Linked DNA regions of Mus musculus: regions 2 and 3 are each linked to region 1. The links are chromatin contacts, called in public Hi-C maps. All regions are on one chromosome and are shown on one strand. The core of a region is the stretch at or near the end of the contact, and the rest is flanking DNA. Distances in the headings are between cores, read along the strand shown. Region 1 holds the start of Zfp28 (zinc finger protein 28). Region 2 holds the start of Zfp324 (zinc finger protein 324). Region 3 holds the start of Zswim9 (zinc finger SWIM-type containing 9).

Region 1 (2,965 bases), core at 442-2,941:
AGAATGCTGAGCTCCTTGCATTACTGCTTTGAGACAGGTTTTCCCACTGAATTAGAAGTTTACATTTTTGACTAAGCTGACTTGACCAGAGAGCTCTATAAATGTATCTGCCTCTGCTTGGAAATTCCAGTCTACAGGAACATACTTCCCTTCTTACACAGGCACTTGGGATTCAAACTCAGGTCCTTGTGCTTCCAGAGGAAGTACTCTTGCCCACTGAACCCTCTCTTCAACCCCCTAAGCAAGCCTTAACCACAATATATTTCTCCTCCAAGGTGAGCATCATAGAAACCAGGTGGAAGCACTGCAGCGTTTCTGAACATAAGAATCAGAAGAATATGATGGGAAACACCTTTAATTCCTGCACTCATAAGAGGCAGGCAGAGTTCTGTGAGTTCAAGACCAGCCTAGTCTATATAGTGTACATAGTGAGTTGCAGGGCAGCCAGAGCTATGTAGATAGACCTTATCCAAAACAAAAGACAAACAAACAAAAAAACCCTTCTGAGATAAATGGGACAATGAAAGGGATGAATCATTTCTTCAACCAAGAAGGAACAGTTGGGATGAAAAGGAAAGAGAATCAGTTTGAAGCTAGCCCTGTAGCCCATCACTCACCGGAGTAGGAAGAAACAGCACCCAGGACAGGTCTCTTAAACTGAAAACTTTTCACAGAAAATAAACACCATTAAGTATTGAAAAGGCAAGACTGTTTCAGGAAGCAAAGAGGAAATGTGACTCACCTGCGACTTGGCTTTATGTCTAGTCCCTGTAGGGGCAGCTTCCTGTTTGCGGTTTATCTCCTGGAGGAAGTTGGTATCTCTGGAAAACAGAGCTGGAGGAAAGGAAGGACTAGACACCAAATCTACACGAGACTACACCGTGCATGAGCAGAGATGCCAAACCCTTATTACCCTGTGCGGGAGTAAGGACAGGGTAGGATGTGGAATCAGGTTGTCTCTTTTCTCGTCTTACTTGCATGAATATATGTGCACCACGTGTGTGTGCCTGATGCCCACAAAGTTCAGAGGAGAATGTTCTATCCCCTGCAATAGGAGTTAGGGATGGTTGTGACTCACTATGTGGGTGCTAGGAACCTCTGCAAGAGGAACAAGTACAATGGCTAAGCCATCTCTTGTCGCACTGGGAGTTTCATTTCTTGAAGCATTGACATGGATACAAGTCTAAACTAAGTTGACCCTGTAGTTGTCAACGTCCCTCCAGCACCTCTGCCTGACTTCTCTGCCTCAAGTTGAGCTTTCGAGGATTGGTTATTTAACCATCACAATCACGCGCCCAGAGACACCATCTCCAGCACCAAGGCCTCGAGAACCATCGGACCTTACCCTTCCTTCACACCCAGAATAGATTCATCTTTGTCCACTCAGCCCAGAAACATGACACTCACCTTTGTGCGCGGTCCCCGAGGTCACTGCTCCTTGCTGATCCTGGGAGGCCAGGCTGTTCCTGGAGCGCGGCCTTCCCCGGTCGGGGCTCCCAGGAGCAACTACAGTCCCCGCCGCCGGACCTCCACCAGGCCTGGCCTTTGTGCAGAGGGCGCCACGCCCCAGGAGGGCCCAGGGTTCGCATGACACTACACTCGCCATTCCCTGCATGTCACGCGAGGGGCGCACGCTCTCCTAGCCAGGCTGCAGACACCCTTCAAGGCCGCTGCTCAGGGACACACCCCCGGCAACACCCACGCCCGCCACGCCCTCGCCAGCCACGCCCTCGCCCTGCCCAACCCCGCCCTAAAAGATCGGACCCTCAGGCAGTTCCTCCGGAACGCACCGGAAGTGGACTTTGCTTGAGCACAAGGCCCCCTGGGAAGTGTAGTCCCCAGCGGAGAAATCCTTTAGAGCCCAGCTGGTTTTTACAAGACCCTGTGGGAGAACCGCGGGACCCTGCCGGAAACACGAGTCCCGCGAAATTCAAAACAGTTCCTCAGAGGCTTCTGGGAGTCCTGGTGACAATTGGAGCGTACGAGTGCAGCGGCAGGGCTAGTGGCGCGCGATTTGAGGTTGTTTGGAGGAAGGGGAGTTGGAGGATGCTGTGAATTGGGCTGGGGCAATGCGGGCTTTTGGCAAGTCCACAGTGGTTCTGGTTGCATGTACTTTTCAGTTTGGGATTCAGTTGCTGCCATTGCAATCTTCACCTCTCCACTAGACCACCTCGACTTTAGTGCCTAGTGTTCAAAATGCCCCTCTGTATGTACTACCAAGTTTTAGGTCTGCAGGTTTCCCCAGGTTTTCTTCTGCGGTGCCTCTTTAATATGTTCACTCTTGCCTTTAATCGCAGTGCCCGGGAGTAAGAGACAGCCGGATCTCAGAATTCGAGACCAACCTGATCTGCAGAGCGAGTTCCAGGACAGTCAGGGCTACACAGAGAAACGGGGAAGCGGGGTGAGGTGAGGGGAGCGCAGTTTATTCTTTGTCGGTTTCATACATGTATATATACTGTATCTTGATCATATCCAACACATCTCCTCTCCCAACCATCCCCAATACTTCCACATTCCTTTTGCCACCCCACCACACTTTTTTTTTAAATATAGCCCTGTTAGTGCCGCCTACCAGTATACCAGTGGAGTGTGACATGAACAATCTACCAGAGGCCACATCCCCAAAGAAAAATGACTCCCACTCTCTCAGCTGCCATCATTTGCTTATAGCTCCTCAGCTAGGTGTGGAGGGGTACGCCCTTCCTCTATCAATGGCTATAATATTGATCGGCGCTGGTAATTACCAGCAATCTTGTGCTGGTAATCAGTTTCTATGAGTTCATGAGCACAACATGCCCAAAACCATTCCACAGCACTCCTTGCCATTCTCAGACTCTTACATTCTTTCTCCTTCGTCTAATACGATGTTCCCAGACCCTTGAGAAGGTATACAAGAATGTCCCATTTAGGACTGTGAGCTGCCTATTTTTGTCATTCAGTTATCATCTGAGAGAGTGTTGTGTGG
Region 2 (2,990 bases), core at 249-2,748, 6.6 Mb before region 1:
TAATTAGGTGTCTGGGTGTGGTAGCACAGGCCTTTCATTCCAACACTCGGGAGGCAGAAGCAAGTGGATCTCTGTGAGTTCCAGAACAGCCTGGTCTAATTGTACATTTCCAGCACAGCCATGGTTACATAGTGGGACCCTGTCTCAAGGGTCCTACATACCAAGTTGCAGACCAGCTAGATTTACACAGTGAGATTGTCTTTCAAAACAAAACCCCAAAGCCTGGGGCTAGAGAGATGGCTCAGCGGTTAAGAGTATGTGCTGCTCTTTCAAAGGGCATGAATTCAGCTCCCAGTGTCCACATTAGATGACTCACAAGTGCCTACAACAAAGTTCCCCGGGAACCAACACTCATATGCATAGACCCACAAAAGTACACATAAAAATTTTAAAAATCACTCTTAAAAATCTTAACTGGGAACTGTCCAGTCTGTGTTTAAAGCACTCTGTCTTCCGATGCCTCTGGGACAGAGTCCCAATTCCTCTGCCTGCTGTTTCAGACACACAAGACCTCCCTTCCTTGGTTATTCCACGTCTAAATTGCTAAATACCAGGCTGGGATGAAAGTTTGTAGTGTTTGCATGGTATGCACAAGGTCTTGGGGTCCATCCCCAGTACGGAATAAACTGTGTGTGCTCAAGCATGCCTGAAAACCTAGCACTATGGAAGCAGAAGCAGAGGGACCAGAAGGGCAAGGCCATTTCTTGGCTGCATATCTAATTAGCGGCCAGCCGCGCGAGAGAGAGAGAGAGAGAGAGAGAGAGAGAGAGAGAGAGAGAGAGAGAGAGAGAGAGAGAGAGAGAGAGAGAGAGACTTCAAAATATAAAAGTCTCACCTTGGCGTTTGCACATGTGGGTGCTTTCCTTTAACTTTTCCCCAGACCTTACCCACTTGGCTGTCACAAGTGAGGCTTCCACACCCGCACGCCTCACTCACCTGGACTATGATGTTGGAAGCAACTGGGTCCCTCCCCACAGTACAGTAAGAGGGCAAGCCAGGACACCTGGTGGGTCCTTGGAAAGATTCCTACACTCACCCGCGGTGGATTTGTCAGCGGCCAGGTTGCCGCCGCCGGAATCTGCAGTGGGGGCGGGGCATGACGGGCGAGAGACCTGGGCATAGCCCGTCCCCGCCCACGGCCTCGCGCAGCCCGCCTGGGCCTCAGTTTCCCGGTCAGAAAAGGGCGTTGTACGCCCAGAGGACTCCTGGCGGGCTGCGGCTGGGGGATGGAGAGTTCGTGGCTTCGGCACAACCCTAACGGTCTCCGCTGCAGCCTATGAGCCAACAGGGAATACTGAGGCTTGGAGGCAGAGCTGCGGGCTTGCAGTGCCGACGTGTACCGAGCCAAGGTTAGAATCGGGCAACTGCGAGTACTATCCTTATTTGCTCTAGTCTTGGGTCCCCAGAACCTCCTCGAGATTTGCAGAGTCGGCCAGGCCTTTCGTGCACCAATCGGGATCACCCGTGTGGCCTTAAGCCAGTCTGCAAAGTGACAACCCAGACCGCCGGAAGCCCCGCCTCTCCTATCCGCGTTGGCCCAATGCACAGCACGGATGCTCGGGTAAACGTAGTTCCTGCTGACTTGCCTGAATGACAGGAGGGTGCCTTCCTGGTATCCATGGCGGGTATCCAAAGCATCTTTTCTCCCTACCTCCCAGCCTTAGCTGGAAAGTGAAGTTTACCACCACCGTCCGGTTTCAGCCAGGCCTGAGCACTAACAGAGACTCCTGGGTAGGTCCCCGCTCTGGGCAAGCGGCCCAGGACCAAAACCTGAAGATTCAGAAGTGGAAACTTGGAGATTTCGGGAGGCAGGCGACACAAGCTGGGAGCACAAAAGAAAAAACGTATGGGGAATCCCTTCTAAAGAGACGGCAGCAGTGGGCGTGGTGGCACACACCTGTAGCCTCAGCACTTGGGAGGCAGAGGCAAGATCTCTGATTTCAAGGCCAGCATGGTCTACAAAGAGAGTTCCAGGGCAATTCAACGGTTAAGATCATTGACTGTTCTTCCAGCAGATCCGGGCTCAAATCACCACAAGGCAGCTCACAACTATCTGTAATTCCAGTTCCAGAGGACCCAACACTTTCAGACATACACGCAAGCAAAACACCAATGCCAATGCGCATGGGAAATAAATAGACAGAAAAGCCTTAGATCAGATCCATGATGGCGCATACCTTTAATCTCAGCACTCAGAAGAGAGAGAGGCAGGAGGATCATTGTAAACTTAAGGCCATCCTAGACTACATAGCAACTTCCACACCAACCGCGATCACATACGGAGATAACATGCTCAGGCAGTTTCCCTCTGTGTGGCCAGCTGCAGAGACAGAGTTGGGTTTCGGCCTCTCTTTCTATTCCCCTATCTCAGTCTTGGAAAGAGTGAAGGTCAATGTTGCGAGCTCTTATTTCAGACCCTTGCACATCAACTAGTTTCTATGCTTGGCTGCTTGTCCTTAGGACACCTGTTCTTCCCTCTTTTCCACACATCACAATATTGATTCTTTATTTCCTTGGGGCCAATCTAAGTGATATGTGAGATTTTGGAAAGGCAGGGCAGTCTCAGTGAAGACTGGCCCTGTTATTGGAGGACAGGAAAAGGTTTTTCTCTATTCTGCAGCATGTGAGGGATCTTCTTTCAGGATTCTCATTTCTCCTGTGTTGGGTTCCTTAGTTCTATGTATGCTTGTCTCTATATAGAAGTTCCTTGGGTCTCTTGTTAAGGGTGGGCTAATGCAGCCCCTAAGTACAGTGGGTTCTCAAACAGCGTGGGTTGAGAGCTGGCTGTGGTAGCAGCTACTATCCCAGTACTCAGGAGGCAGAGGCAGAAGGACCAGAGCTTCTTTCACGAGCAGCTGTAGCTATAGTGTGAATTTGAGATCAGCCTGGGCGACAAGAGACAATGATTACAGAACTTAGAAAGCTACACCAGGAGATTTGTCACAAATTTAAGGCCAGCCTAGACTATAGAGTGAGTCTGTCCCCCCCAC
Region 3 (3,058 bases), core at 457-2,956, 6.9 Mb before region 1:
TGAGCTTAGGAGTGATGTAGTTGCCTCTGATGCATCAGCTTTCCTATAGGTAACACCATATAACTCAATTGTTTTACTAAGCTAAATTTTGGTGGAATCATTTCTTTGGCTTGTCATCAATGCCCTTATCTGGGGTGAATGTTAGCTCTCATTTTCCCAGGAAACATCACAACACAAAGTGCCTTGAGCATGGCAGGGGCCTTACATAATACTTCTCTGCATGTTGGCAGCAGAAGTCTCTCCTTTCCTCTCTTGCTCTTTTTTTCTCATCAGTTGTACCTGAAAAAGAAATCCAAAGACCAGCTAAGGATATTGGCTGTGCCAGAGACTAAGACTTGGGGGAAAGGGGAACACAACTCTTAAGGAAATAAAAGAACAAGTGTATTCAGGGACTGCCGAGACGGCTCAGTGGGTAAGAGTGCCTGCTGTTAAAAAGAGAGAGAGAACATGAGTTTGAATCTCCAGCACCCATGTTATAATAATAATAATAATAATAATGTCAGGCAGGCATGGTTGTACATGCCTGTAAACCCAGCATTATGGGATAGATACAGGTGGATCTATCTTAATGGTGACTGCTCTCCATAGAATGAGAAAATTTTACTGACATTTATTTTTTTTCACATTTTTATTCTTTGAGAGTTAAGTTTCGTTATCTGCCCCCTTCCCCTTTATATTACTGAAGATAGAACCCAGGCAGGGTCTGTTGCTGCTAGGAAAACACTGTACCACTAAGCTATATCTGAAGCCTTCCTTGGCTGCCAAATGCCAAAGGCCAGCTTCCCTTTCCAAATGTCCATCCTCACCCTGACAACTTCCCTCTGTCCTCCCTGTTCAAGTTTCTCTGCCTCTTCAACTCCATATACACTAAGCAACAAGACCTGACCCTCCCCTAAGTGTCTGCAGATCTCCAGTCTTATCCCATCCGTGCCCCTTCTGGCAGCCAAGCTCACCTTTTCCCTGGCTCCTGACACTCATCGCGCCAAGCTTCTCTAGTCTTCAAATCGGACCACTATCTGACCAATGACGTCACCTTGCTTTCATTACAAGCGTCCCATAACACCAAGCATCCCACACCGATTGATAGCAGGCGTCCAGGGTGAAACACCACACTCAAGCCTTCCTTTCCGGCCCCAGGCCGCCCCTCTTCTCTTGGCGCCACTAATTCTGATGGCCACGCCCACCGCCAGGCTTTCTCCCTAGTCACGCCCTTCCAAGCCGCCACCAGTCCTCCGCAGACACCAAAACTCCTGCGGCCTTGGTCAACCAGTCAATCAGTCAGCCAGTCAGCCAGTGGCTCTCCCTGTACACGGCTCCTTGCTGCCCTCTCTCCTGCGCCCTCGGTCGCCGCGACGTCCCCATTCCCGTTCCGCTGGCCGCACCCGGAACCTGCAAAGCTCACTGGCGACAAGCGCTCGGCACTCTCGCCGACCCCAGCCCCAAGCCCGTGCCCACGTCCCCACTTGCCTCTCCAAATCACTTTGCCGGACGCCGCCACACTCGCTCACTCGCTCGCTCGCTCGCTCAGAGACGCAAACCCGAAATCCCCAAATTCGCGCCACACAGATTTCGCGCGCACTTTGGCGGGAGGGGGCGGAGACGAGCAAGGGCGGGGGCCTGCGAGTAGCGCGTGCCGCAACTATCGCCCGGAGGCTGCTGGGAGTTGTAGTCTCTAGAGCGTGAGGCAGCCTAGAAATGGGACAGAGTGGGGAGAGGGAGGGGCGCTGTCCCGCACAGCATGCTGGGAAGCGGCCCCAAGCCTGTCCTCCCTGTGGATGAGCCGGTGAGCCTGCGAGGTCGTAAGGGTGACAGTCGGGGAGAAGAGAAGGGTTGGTGGAAAGCCACCTTGCCAGGCACTAGGGGAAGAAAGGCGGGATACCGCGCGGGGCATCCCGGGAGCAAGGGCCGGGCTGGGCTTGGGCGCGAGGCATTGTGGGAGGTGGACGCCGCTTTGGGTTGGGTAGGTGAGTTGAGGGGGAGGGGGCCGGAAGGGTGCACAGCTTTAGGAGTGGAGAAGCACCGCTATGTGGGATGGTCAGGCCGGGAGGAGCAGCGGAGAGACAGGTTGAGAGAGTCTCGAGAGGTGGGAACTGGATAAAAGGGGCTGTGCAAGGGACAAGAGGCTCAGCGGGACGTGGGGGCCCGGGGGAGCATTAGTAGTGAAGAAGCCCATCTGAGGACAAGGCGCCGTGTCCAAAACGAAGATACACATTGAGAATAGTAGCAATTTCTGGGAAGAGGGGACTGCAACTTGGCCCAGGAGGAGAATAAGTCTTAGGAGTATGGACCAAAGATGACTATTGGTGACACTTCTGAGTTGAATTTGCCACAAGTGGGCCACACCCCTGTAGGCGAATGATCCCTGACTGGACATGGGCAGCACATCTGGAGATAAGAGCATCTCTGGGAAGCAAAAAACACAGATCAAAGTAGCAGTTCAAGGCAGTCATATCTGAGGGGCAACAGCTGCACATTTGATACACCTAGGGAGAAGAAAGGTGTATGAGGATTATGACTGGGATGAGAGATTCATGCCTTAGCTATGAGAGTAGATATGAGTTACACTCAAATGTAGACTTGTGGGAAAGGGAGCTACAGATGAATGGGACTACTAGATATTATCACCAGGCATAGGACTCACATCTGGAAGAAGGAGAAATCTTAGCAAGAAGCTGGGAATACATTTGCAAAGATGCTCACAGCTGAGCTAAAGGCAAGATATGTAGAACTGATTCCATTTGTACCTAGAGGTCACATCTAAGGCAACTGGAACTAGGATTGAAATTGATTAAATGCCAACTGAATCTGGGAAGGCAACAGGTGAACCACAAAAATGGGATGGAGATTCCTATCTGGAAAGCAAACAATGAAACCACTTTGATTTGTCTGAGACGTACCTGAGGCAGCAGTAGCTGATAAGACAGTCTGATGATGAAATTGTGGTAACCCAGGTGGAGATGGGTCTGATGTCCAGCTCTTCTCCCCACTTCTACTCAAGGTCCCAGGATGGAGCTGACAGAGCCCTTACCGAGCGCAGCCGTGCAGAAGGAGGAACAGG

Evidence for each region. A called contact is a pair of places that touch in the nucleus more often than the background predicts.
Region 2: a contact with region 1 is called in a Hi-C map of B cells, with 5 read pairs. The contact joins the promoter of Zfp324 here to the promoter of Zfp28 in region 1. A contact is called at or near these places in 5 of 39 promoter capture datasets (cranial neural crest, frontonasal cranial neural crest, maxillary cranial neural crest and 2 more) and 1 of 484 Hi-C or Micro-C datasets (B cells).
Region 3: a contact with region 1 is called in a Hi-C map of regulatory T cells, with 7 times the contacts expected there. The contact joins the promoter of Zswim9 here to the promoter of Zfp28 in region 1. A contact is called at or near these places in 3 of 39 promoter capture datasets (cranial neural crest, pre-B cells and second pharyngeal arch cranial neural crest), 2 of 484 Hi-C or Micro-C datasets (regulatory T cells and rod photoreceptor) and 1 of 9 other capture datasets (liver).

What each region holds. Positions count from the first base shown.
Region 1 is chr7:6,382,044-6,385,008 of GRCm38.p6, reverse strand. It overlaps Zfp28 (zinc finger protein 28), which reads right to left and starts at 1,691. Exons shown (of 7, transcript NM_175247.3): 1 at 1,408-1,691; 2 at 743-834. The coding sequence starts at 1,615. It overlaps Zfp78 (zinc finger protein 78), which reads right to left. Exons shown (of 5, transcript NM_001025163.1): 5 at 2,404-2,965.
Region 2 is chr7:12,964,346-12,967,335 of GRCm38.p6, reverse strand. It overlaps Zfp324 (zinc finger protein 324), which reads right to left and starts at 1,498. Exons shown (of 4, transcript NM_178732.4): 1 at 1,037-1,498. The coding sequence starts at 1,120.
Region 3 is chr7:13,277,369-13,280,426 of GRCm38.p6, reverse strand. Zswim9 (zinc finger SWIM-type containing 9) reads left to right here and starts at 1,706. Exons shown (of 5, transcript NM_177312.4): 1 at 1,706-1,783; 2 at 2,999-3,058. The coding sequence starts at 3,007. Lig1 (ligase I, DNA, ATP-dependent) reads right to left here and starts at 1,601. Exons shown (of 29, transcript NM_010715.3): 1 at 1,468-1,601; 2 at 206-279. The coding sequence starts at 222.